Linked DNA regions of Zea mays: region 2 is linked to region 1. A link is a contact called in public Hi-C data. All regions are on one chromosome and are shown on one strand. The core of a region is the stretch at or near the end of the contact, and the rest is flanking DNA. Distances in the headings are between cores, read along the strand shown. Region 1 holds the start of LOC100280336 (THO complex subunit 4). Region 2 holds the start of LOC100275996.

Region 1 (6,038 bases), core at 2,631-5,130:
CCTTCGGATGCCGAAGGTCCCCAACATCTGCAAAAGGTGAACAGTGAGCTACAGTGCGCGGACTGCGCGTGCAGAAGTCAGAGCAAGCACAGATGGCGCACCGGACAATGAACAGTGACTGTCCGGTGGCCCCACTTATCAGAGCTCCAACGGTCGAACCCTAACGGTTGGGTGACGTGGCTGGCGCACCAGACAGTGTCCGGTGGCGCACCGAACTGTCCGGTGCGCCCTTCGACAGCAGCCTTCCCCAACGACCACTTTGGTAGTTGGGGCTATAAATACCCCAACCACCAACACTTCAAGGCATCCAAGTTTTCAGCCAACACATTCAATACAAAAGCTAGTGCATTCAATACAAGACACTCAAAATCTCTCCAAGTCCCAATTCCACTCAAAGCAATTAGTGACTAGAAGAGAGAATTTTGTTGTGTTCTTTTGAGCTCTTGCGCTTGGATCGCTTTTCTTCTTCCTCTATTCTTGTTCCCAAGTTCTTTGTAATCAAAGCAAGAGACACCAATTGTGTGGTAGTCATTGTGGGGACTTAGTGTCCCAATTGATTGAGAAGAGAAGCTCACTCGGTCTAGGTGACCGTTTGAGAGAGGGAAAGGGTTGAAAGAGACCCTATCTTTGTGACCACCTCAACGGGGAGTAGGTTTGCAAGAACCGAACCTCGGTAAAACAAATCACCGTGTCACACTCTTCATTTGCTTGTGATTTGTTTTCGCCCTCTCTTTCGGACTCGATTATATTTCTAACGCTAACCTGGCTTGTAGTTATGGTTAAAGTTTATAAATTTCAGATTTGCCTATTCACCCCCCCTCTAGGCGACTTTCACCTCGCAACATGGTGAATTGCTTCACATGGACATTGTTGGTCTAGCTCGAGTTTGCTCTTTTGGGGGAATGTGGTATGTGCTTGTGGTCGTTGATGACTTCTCTCGCTATTCTTGGGTGTTCTTCATGAAGGCGAAGGATGAGGCTTTTACTCATGCTCAGGATTTGATTCTTTGGTTGTAAAATGAGTTTTCTAAGAATGCCATGACAGCTATATGCAGTGACAATGGCACAGAATTCAAAAACACTCATTTTTAGATCTTTTTGTGCTTATTTGGGACTTGTGCATCAGTTCTCCTCTCCGAATGTGCCTCAGCAGAATGACATTGTTGAACGCAAGAATCAGACCCTTGTTGAGGTGGCTAGGACGATGCTCAATGAGCATGACTCCTAGCCGTTTTTGGGTCGAAGCAATCAACATTGTTTGCCATGTGTTGAATCACATCTTTGTTTGAGTTTTTATTGAACAAAACCTCATATGAGTTATGGTTTGGACGGCCACTCAAGGTTAGCCATTTCAGGGTGTTGGCTGCAGATGCTTTGTGCTAAAATAGGGAAATTTGGACAAATTTGAGTCTCGGTCTTCTGATGGGGTTTTCCTAGGTTATGCATTACATTCTTGTGCTTATTGTGTTCTTAACCTGAAGACTAACCACATCATAGAGACCTATGAGGTTATATTCGATGAGACCGCACCTTGTTCGTCGCTGTCTTTAAGCCTGCAGGCTCAGATTAGATGGGACATACCATCTTTGTGGAGGAGGAGCACGCCGCCGCCGATTGGGGTGATCCTGAGCCGACTCCACTGGTTGTCCCAGTCGAGTCTGCTTTCGCTACTTCGACTGACGGACCCGACACCACTACTTCCACTACTCTAGGTCCGCTCGAGGTAGTGCATGATGAGACCAGAAGTGTCGAGGTTGCTGTTGAGGGGGATGCCACCTCTTTGAGGACGACTCCACGACATGTTTAGCATGATGACACTCCTCAACGAATGATTTTGTGAGGTTGATGAGCGAGTCACTTGCTCCAGGTATCAGCAGATGTCCCACTTTGCTCACACAACTTTTGTTGCTTCCTTTGAGCCCTGGAATGTTGGACACACTTTGTCTGGTCCTAACAAGGTCAATGTTACGCATGAGAAGCTTGAAAATTTTGAGAGAAATCAGGTTTGGGTTTTGGTGCCACCTCCTTCAAACTGCCACCCCATAGGTACAAAATGGAGTTTTAAAAGCAAACAGAGTGATGATGGGTTGGTAGTGAGAAACAAGGCGATATTGATTGCGCAACGGTTTTGCAAGAAAGAGGGCATTGATTGTGAGAAGACCTTTGCACTGTTGCTCCTTTAGATGTCATTAGGATCCTTTTATCCTTTGTTGCTTCAAAGGGTTTTAAGATTTTTCAAATGGATGTCAAAAATGTCTTTTTTGAATGGGTATATAGAGGAAGAGGTTTATGTGAGGCAACCCCTGGTTTTGAGAATTCCAAGTTTCCAAACCATGTTTTTAAACTCCAAAAAGTTTTGTATGGTTTGAAACAAGCCCTAGAGCCCGATATGAGCGTCTAAAATCTTTTCTGCTTACCAAGGGTTTAAAATGAGGTCAATGGACAAAACTCCTTTTCTCCTCAAACATAGCAACAATACCCTTTTAGTCGAGATATATGTGGATAATATTATCTTTGGTGGCTCTTCTCATGCTATTGTTTCCAAATTTTCATATACTATGAGCAGGGAATTTTAGATGAGCTTGTTGGGCGAGCTAAACTCTTTTCTTGGGCTACAAATCAAGCAGACCCAAAACGGGACCTATATGCATCAAGGCAAGTATAGAAAGAACGTTCTGAAAAAGTTCGATATGGGCGAGCCCAAGCCTTGTTCGACGCCCATGTCCACCACGACGACGCTTGATGCTGATGAGGACGATGAGCCCGTGGACCATAAGGAGTGCAAGAGCATGCTTGGCTCTCTCCTGTACTTGACTACGACGAGGCCAGATATACAGTTTGCAGTATGTATGTGCTCTCGTTTTCAAGCTTCCCCACACACTTCTGATAAATAGGCTATGAAACAGATTATTAGGTACATGCGCTTCACTCCGGAGTTTGGTTTGTGGTACTCTTCTTCTTCCATTCCATCTTTGTGTGGGTACTCAGATGCTGATTTTGAGGGATGTCGCTTGGAGCGCAAGTATGCTTCTGGGGCTTGTCAGTTTTTGGGGTCTTTGTTGGTTTCCTCGTCTTCGCACAAACAGTCTGAGTATGTTGATGCCGCTAGCTATTGCTCGCAGTTGTTATGGATGATGGCTACTTTACAGATTTTTGGCTTGGATTTTCATCATATGCTTCTGCTTTGCGATAACACGAGTGCCATAAGTGTTGCCAAGAATCCTATGCTGCATTCGAAGACCAAGCACATCGGTGTTTGTTTTCACTTTCTTCGTGATCATTATGAGAAAGGCGACATCGATTTGCGCCATGTTGATACCCATCGATAGCTTGTTGTCATTTTGATCAAACCCTTTGACCAATCCACTTTTGCACATTGATGATGTGAATTGGGTGTTTGCTTCCCTTTTTGATCGAGGGCTCCTTTTGTTTTTATTCCTTTTCTTCTGCTTTTTATGTAGTTTATAGCTTTTGCTTCTTGCTTTTTTGCATTATATGTGCATCTCATATAGCCTTTTGAGCTTCACTTGTATAACTACTAGAATGTGACTATGCTTCTAGTAGTATGTTCTTTGTATACAAAATTTTTAAACTTAATTAATCTACGATTATTAAATATTTACTGTAACATCACATGATCGAATCATTGATTAATTAGACTTAAAAGCTTGTCTTATTATTTACTTCTCATTTACTATATAATTAGTTTTATAATTAGACTATATTTAATTCATCTAACTAATAATCAAACATCGGATACCTTAGAATCTTGCTTTGGATGCATACTTAAAAAAAGTTAATTCTGGGATCGGAAGCCGGAGCGCCGGAGGAAGAAAACGGAAAACGACGCAGCAGCGAAAAGAACCCAATCCGCTGGCCCCGCCAGCCCGCCCACAGAAAAGCCGTTCTCCCCTCTTTCTCGATTCGACGAGGGGAAGACTCGTCGAGCCGCCGGCCAGCCCATCTCGGCGCATTCCCGGAGAATCCCTCCGGAAACCGGTCGATCCTGGGTCATCCAACACACAGCACTTCGCTTCTCCCGCGTCCCCGACCCGCGCGCAAGCCCTCATGCGGTTAGGGCTGTAACGATCTCGTCTCGCTACCGGCGGCCGGCTGCGGAACGGGCCACCCCACGCGCTCCTCTGAGTTCGTTCGACTAATCTACCGCTGACTGTACTTTGGGCTGTCGCCACCAGAAAGCCCTCACGAGTCCTTTGCCTCCTCACTCCGTCAGGCTCGTCGCCACAGGTGCGTGGATCTCTTTTCCTTTTCCCTTTCCTTTTCCAAACATACCTCGGCGGTGTAGTTGATTTCGGCATCGCAAAATCATTGATTTGTAGCAACTTCTGGATCCACAAATTTGTCCACGGTAGTGTTCGGATTAGGGAATGCGTAGATGCACTGTTGATGAAGTGCGAACTGAGGTGGTAGTTAGCTCTGCTAACTTAAATATTATCTTATACTACCAGTCCATACTATCCCATAATACCGGTCCCTTCGAAATCTAATTGAAGAGCACTTGCAGTTACTAATTGGCAGATTGGTGTGTGTTCATGGCTTAATGCAAATCATTTTTTTTGTGCACTTGGAGATTTGGAGCCAGCCATCTTTTACGTAAACAATAGCTATTAAGTGCTCTCGCATATTTTATTTTTTATCATGTTCGTACACAACATTTGACACAAGGACCTTGTTTCAGTTGAAATTTACTAACTTCAGTTTTGTTCATACATGTTTGCTGTTGAGTGCTGCAGAGAAAAACATTTCAAGCTCAAAGTACATGCATGGGTTAATATTTCCAAGTTGGGTCCTATAGGCTCCCTTAGCTTCTGAAATTCAAGTTTAATTTACAATGAGGATAAAAAAAAACTCGGCCGGTAGGGGAAAGATTGTTCTCACTAAGAAGAAGCTCAATCGAAGCCCCGACTGAGCAAGATCATGAAAGTTGCCCCCCCCCCCACTGCAGCATGAGGATCCGTCCCCTATAGGCTAGATCTTTACTCGTGCTTTGAGGCTTCCCAATCCCTACACGAGGATCCGCCCCCATGAGTGCTAATCAGATCACCAAACTAACTCAGCTAGAAGCCCTTTCGCACAACATGAGGATAATTTTGCGCCTATATCAATCTGGTAGCTGTTGCATTGTGCAAATTCTTTGTTTGGATCATCTTCGGTTTGTCCCTGTGTTCAAATAATAAATGTACATAACATAGGTAACAGACGCATGGAAAGGTTATTATAATAAGGCTGACCTTTTGTTTCTATGCTTTGATGGTTCCTGATACTTTGTTTTTTTAAATACTGTGTTTTTTATGCTGTACTTTATAAACTGTAACTTGGAAGCTTATGATCATCTCATTAAATTTTTTATATGCGGAAAGTCAGAGACATGTTATAAGAAACATGACGATAAGTGTGAAGAATAAAGCAACAACTAACCATGCATTCTAATCTTACAAGGTCCAAGGTTGGGACTTCCTTTAAACTGCAAAATGATTAGCTGCGAACCTTTTCATATATGATATTAAGCTCTTAGCCATACCAAATAAGTGATAAACTGAAGTAAAGGTTAAGGCTGCGATTATCTCTGTTCTGTGCACGTGATCTTGCTCAGTATACTGTGTTCATCTGAACAATCAAGATACTGAAATTGTTTTCTGTTGTGCAGGGTTTTGTTCCTAACTTTTTAGCTTCAATTTTTGTCTTGAATGGCAACACCTCTGGATGTTCCACTGGATGATTTGATTAAGAGCAGAGCTGGGAGGGGAACAGGAAGAGGCAGGGGACAAGGAGGGGGTCGAGGCAGAGGTGATGGCCAAAGGTTGGCTCGTGGTTCGTGGCGTGGGCGTGGTACTGGCAACTTCCGTGAAAGGGGACTTGGGGTGTCTTCGCGGAGGCCACTTGGTGTTAATACTTGGTCCTCATCATTTGCTATTGCCAAGGCAAGCACACAACTATAACTGTTTTTCTGTTACCTTCGAGAATCCAAATTGCAGTAGGTACCTGATGAGAAGTGGCTATAAACTTATTAAAATGGCA
Region 2 (6,038 bases), core at 2,598-5,097, 340 kb before region 1:
GTTTAAACGATGTTTAAACTACGTTTAAACGTCAAAACTCTAATTAGAGGTTGATATCACGTTTTAGCGTTTTGGCGTTCTAAACTGTAAAACACAGTATTTTATGCATTTTAGACCATTAGCTATTTTTGGGCCCGGTCTATTAGTTACTTTTGGGGTTCAATCCAGCTCATGGGTGAAGTTTTGGTAAGCCACTAACCTCTCTGTTTTGGTATTTAACTTCATATTATTGTCTGAAATTATGATATATTGGTATTTTTCCTATGTTGTTTAAAACTACGTTTAAACAAAGTTTAAACGTTTAAAAGTCAAAATTTCACCCATGAGCGTTCCAACGTTTTATCGTTTTAATAAGCTTGGTTGGGATGGTAGGCGTTCATCCATGATGGCTAATCCCTTGGTGATCAGAATCGTGGATGTGTTGATTGCTCATGTTTATGTTTTTTGTTTCCGTGAACCGATGAACTTTGTAATATTGTTAAGTATGTAATGAGTTTTTTTTCTCAAACACGTAGGAGAGCTGCACATCATTATATTGAGAAGAAAAAAGGTCTAAAATAGACTGATACAAGCCGCCGAAGTGGTAAAAGTATGAAAATAAAATAAAAGAGGGTTACAAGATAGCAGTGAGAACCTGACCCACAGAACGCACTAAGGCCAAATCTGTTTCAGCCCCGGTGCCTCTGCTAAGCACCATGCCCTGGCTTCCTCCTTAATATCTTTGACAATCATGGCCACAATGGGGGGAAATATAAAAAACACACGAATTACGACGTTTCCACAGCCACCAAGCCATAAGAGCAACCACCGAGTGGAAACCTCCTCTCTTCTGTTTAGGCACCTTCAACACAGCTGCCTTCCACCATTTTTGGATAACTGAAACGCCAGGATCAGGTGCTAGCTGCTGCAGACCTATTAGTGAGAGCACCAAGAACCAAGTTTGCCTAGCAAAGACGCTTGCTATAAGAAGATGCTGCACTGTTTCCTCTTGATCACAAAGCAGGCAGTACTTAGCCTCGGCGAGCCAGGCCACACGGAAGAGAACCATACGTAATGAAATTTGGTTTCGACCATTGTGGAAAAATGCCCATTTAGCTCATTCAAGAGCATTTTCACCAGATCCTCTCTCATTGCCCTTAAAAACTTGCTTTAGGGGGTTGAGAAAACACAACTGTACATTATAGGGGAGTATTGTTGTAGATTGTGTCATTGAGGAAATCATATCCCCTTTATTAGGTGGACCGACCTGTCAACCAATATAACTCTCCTTTTCTCCCTTCTCTCTTTCCTCTCTCCCATGCTCTTGGGCTCTCAGCCATGCGGAAAGGAGCTCTGCCGTCCGCCCGGTTCCTTCTCTCCTTTCTGCCCGGTGCCCTGGTATGGCCAGCCCATTTCCGTGGGCAGCGGCACGATGGCGTGTGGTCATGAAAGAAAGGGGATTGAGAAAAAATCTCTGCTTCTTCCCCTTTGAGGGAGTGAGGGAAGGTGTTTAGGGATTGAGAAAAAATATACGGAAAGGGAATTTGAGTTTTCTCAATCTGGTGAAGATACTCTAATCATTTCTAGCTCGATTCTGTATAGACTGGTTAGGTGATTTTTGGTGGTTTAAACTTAAAAACTGTCCAACTGTTTAATTCATCGGCTAGGGCCTTAACGACAGAGGTGGCCTCGCAGGAATTCAAAACAACTATTATTGAACATTTGAGCTCTTGTTTCAGGTCAAAGATATAGACTCTGTTACTCTAGAAGATGCAATTGAGCTTTTGCAATATCCCAAAATCCTGGTATGCACTTCTCTTTACTAAGCTTTTGGTGTTCTTTGTTGAGTTAAGACCGATAGTATTGTATTTGCCTGCAGGGAAAACATCCTGAAGATGATAATCTTGTACTTATAACACATTCTAAGGTTGGATACAACATCAAGCACAGGAGATTTATTGCTCAAGTGCCAAAGGTCTGTTACGTTCATTTCAGAAACCAAACTAACATATCGGTCTATAACCATCCAGTTCCTTGTGTTGGAGAAATATAAAAGATGTTTACATCTTTACTTTTGATGATTTCCAATCAGTGCACGTGCATTTATTAGCACCCTGGGTATATTTGGACTGTTTCATTGCAAGGCTGACAATATTTTGAAAATGTGATGATGGCAGAACATGGACCCAAAGAAGATGACACTTGAGCGTGCACTCAAGCTTCTGAGTAGTAAAAGTGTCAGACGGATTGGTCGTCTAAAGGGGAAGGTCGAAAAGAAGGAACCCATTGAATGGCATTAGCTGAGCCTGCCTGCACTCGTGTGTGCAAAAAAAAAAAAAAAATTCAGAGAGAAGTCAACATTCATAGCATGCAGAGGTTCAGCCTTTCGTGTGTTTAACTGCTTATGATGAGAGCGGAGAAGGGGGCCCCATGTGTGACAAAGAACAAGTGCCAAGGGAATGCACAACCAGACATATTCGGGTCATATCTTTGATTTCATATTTTTCCTTTAGTCATCAACATCATAAGCTGCATTGAACGCGCGGACACAGAATACCAGACTATAAAATTCTGAGCTTAACAAAGATGAGAGGGTGGTTTCATCACCTATTTTACATAATCGCTGCATTTCCTAATTACTTTCACATTTTGTACTAGAGATAAATGCATCTTTTACCACAGGAAACCCATTTTAGTTGTGACCGTCGTGTAGGTTATGTACTCATGTGTAAGAATTGTATATGCTACTTCACAGCTGAAATTCCATCTGTTTTGCACTCCTTTTTTTTAATTTGTTTTCACCGGTTGATCCCGAATAACGGCTAGTCTTAGTAATGCTGTCGCGGGAATTTTTTTTTTTACTTTTGAATACCTTTACGAACATCGTAAGTTTTTCACCATTCAACCGATTGGATCCACTTTTAAATGTCTTTAGTTCAGTAGCACTACTTAGTTTTGTCTATGAAAAAATGTCTCACCAATAAGTACTGGAGAGATGTAAAAGTAAAACTGAGCTGTGGTATAGGTACTAGAAGACGTCCACGTTCTTTCACTCATGCATAGCATAGCCTGTTGGTCAAAGTAAATATCAGACAGAGTAAAATACATCCAGACAGCAAACTTCAATTTCAGACATTCCTGTTCTAGCTCCTGGTTCGTTGACACACTAAAGCACACGTTCACCTCTCCATTCTCGGTCACGCAGAGACCTCAGCGCCACCACACGCTCGCCATCCACCTACTCATACCTGTAGATGAAGTCGGAGTTGCCGACCATGGCATTGAGCACCTGCGAGACGAGGAAGCCGCTGCCGGCGATGACGGCCACGATGAGCAGCGCCGTGACGGGGTTCTTGAGCAGCTCCACTATGGGCTGCAGCACCGTGTACGCCACCCCTGTGCTCACCGTCACAACGTACAGCGCGTACCGCCGCATGTTGTCCCAGAACTCCTCCACCAGGGGGCCCTCTGGCCCCAGCGCCAGGGCGGGGCCTGGCCCCGCGGACAGGGCCAGCGCCACGGTCACGCCCACCGTGATGCCGCCGAGGAGCGCCCACGTCGGCAGAGCGCACGTCCTGCCGCCGCCGCCGGCCTCGTTATTATTGCCCGCTGCAGCGAGCTCTTGACGCAAGTGGCTCTCCTCCTCCCTAGCTGCTGCGATGCTTTCGTGAGGCGCTATGGCAAGGAGGCGTTTTGCGTGCTGCTGCGGGGTTGGTGGTTCACAGGAGGAGAGCCCAGCTCGGACGACGGCGGTGAGGCCATGGCCGCGTCCGGGAGACAGCCGATGTAGGTGGTGGAGGAGAGAGAGCTGGTTCATCTTGTGCAGGCGCCGTCGCTTGGTGGTTGTTTTTTGTGATAAGGCTTCTCCAACCATCCATCTCTCCCTATACGTACTTTATACTCTTTTTATTACCTTCCTCCCCCCACCCCCCAAACTTTCACTTCTCCAACCGTTCAACCTAGCAATTTCATATCGCCATTAACCGGGACCACGCCGCTGGACACGCGAGGATCATGGCGGACTACTTCAGCGATAACCCGGTCTACAGTGATTGGCAGTTCCGACGAAGGTTTAAACCCTTGCTTTTTTTCCGTTTCCATTTCTCATTTTGCAATGGGGATTTTACAAAGTTCTAAAGCTTTTTTACTTAGGTATGAGGCGACCATTATTCATTCGCCTCATGGAAAGCGTGACCGAAAGGGACCCATGGTTCTCAAGTCGTCCCGATGCGGCGATGCCACCGGGAAGATGGAACTAGCTCCATTCCAGAAATGCATTGCCGCATTTTGGCATACGAAGTTCATGCTGATGCGGTCGACGGATATGTGCACATATCCGAGTCCACTGCCTTTTAGACAAAAGGCTTCTGTCTTACACAAAACAGATGCAAAGGATTGGAACTTCGGATTTTGAAGTATAATACTCACCTGATTTGGTACAAAAGCAGGGTCCTAGTAAAACTCAAACTTTATCCATCGATTCAAATTGGATGTATCGTGGTTTTAGAAACGAGGGACAATAGATTGTGTTCGGCGGGAATGTAAGCACGGACTTATATTACTCCGAATGGTGGATCACAGAGATCCTAGCAAGGAACTAAGACATGGGGTTTATAATGGTTTAGGCTTGCGCCGTAGTCTAGTGTAGTGTTGATCGTAGTATTGCTGAGGATGTGTTACAACTGGTGTGCTTGTGTCTGTACGAGGGGAGAGGGACTCCATTTTATACTTCAAGGGATGGTCCTTACATGAGAAAGAGAGAGAGAGTTCTTTGACTAAGCCCTATGTCGTAGTGCGTGGCAGCCCCCTCTTGGACCAATCTTGGGACGTGCCTACATGCGGCATGACTCCTTCTAACGGGTCGTGTGCTGCCGTACTCTTGGCACGACATCATGTCTCATCTGCCCGACGTGCAAGTCCCTATAGCTCGCTCTACGCCCGTGCTGCTGTACTTGATGGGTCCCACATAATGTGGTCTCGTTAAGGTTGAGGTTCGTATTCAGTACATCTTCATCTTCTGTCAGTACCCTTGCGTCACCCTCCATCCTTCCTGGTACGTGGGTGGAGACTTTGTTGTCGTGACCCCCTTTGGCACTGTAAGCATGGTGTGGACATGGTTTGGTGGCGACGTGTCCTGTTATGGCAGTCGTGGACCAACAACGTCGGCCTAGGCTCCCTTCTTGCGGGTCCGTTTGGTCGTTCGCTCTATCTCGCAGACTTGCTCGGTGGGGACTTAGTTATTCATCCCGCCTCGCAGACTTTCTCTACGGGGAGTTGGTCGTTCGCCCCACCTCACAGACTTGCTCGACGAGGGTTTGGTCAGTAAATGGGCCATAGAGAGGTTTATGGGTCTCGCCTTGGGTACCCCTTCCCTGGGTACCCGATAGGATGCTTATTAGTAAGTCAATTATATTGAAGTGTTACAAAATTGAAATATTAATATCCTTCGAGGACATAACTAACCAGTTACCACATGTGTTAATACAACATATTTGGATAGATCACATAACTGACCTCCATATAAATCTATGAACTTGACTGCAATGTTACACGATGATAAAAGGTGGCTTCGAGGACATAAATTCTTGCTCATATGAATAGAGCACATATCTCAACTATATGTTGTATTGTCAAATATAGGAGCACTTAACTGTACCTCGCTAGGCATGGACTCGATGAGAACATGGAAGCAACTAGAGGATCAGTTTCACACCCAATATCATTCTGAAGCCGTCGAAGCCAGGATTGCCGATCTGGCATAGATAAAGCAGAAGCGTGGGGAAACTTTTATGGAGTTCATTCAACGATTCAGAGCGGTTAAGAATCGGTGCTACTCGTCCCACATCATGGAAAAGGAGGCCGTCGAGCTGACAACGCTTGGCCTTGCGAAGCCGATCAAGGATCTGGCTTTTTAGCTCGAATTCAGTTCAATTGACGACTTATTAATAGTACCATCCGGAGTTGTATTAGGACAAGTTGCAAGTCAAGTTTAAACGCCATGTAGGCATGGTTGGCGCTGAAGAAGTTGAGGACAGTGCAGATGAGAAGGACATTGCTGT

What was found. Hi-C and Micro-C count contacts between places; a contact is called where the count stands out from the background.
Region 2: a Hi-C map of ear shows a contact between it and region 1, with 2.0 times the contacts expected there. The contact joins the promoter of LOC100275996 here to the promoter of LOC100280336 in region 1.

What each region holds. Positions count from the first base shown.
Region 1 is chr6:129,416,053-129,422,090 of Zm-B73-REFERENCE-NAM-5.0, reverse strand. It overlaps LOC100280336 (THO complex subunit 4), which reads left to right and starts at 3,880. Exons shown (of 7, transcript NM_001153262.1): 1 at 3,880-4,247; 2 at 5,668-5,941. The coding sequence starts at 5,708.
Region 2 is chr6:129,759,536-129,765,573 of Zm-B73-REFERENCE-NAM-5.0, reverse strand. It overlaps LOC100275996, which reads right to left and starts at 3,847. Exons shown (of 1, transcript NM_001149894.1): 1 at 2,910-3,847. The coding sequence starts at 3,796. The coding sequence ends at 3,218. It overlaps LOC103631377 (DNA topoisomerase 1), which reads left to right. Exons shown (of 21, transcript XM_020539478.2): 19 at 1,719-1,784; 20 at 1,859-1,954; 21 at 2,157-2,770. The coding sequence ends at 2,279.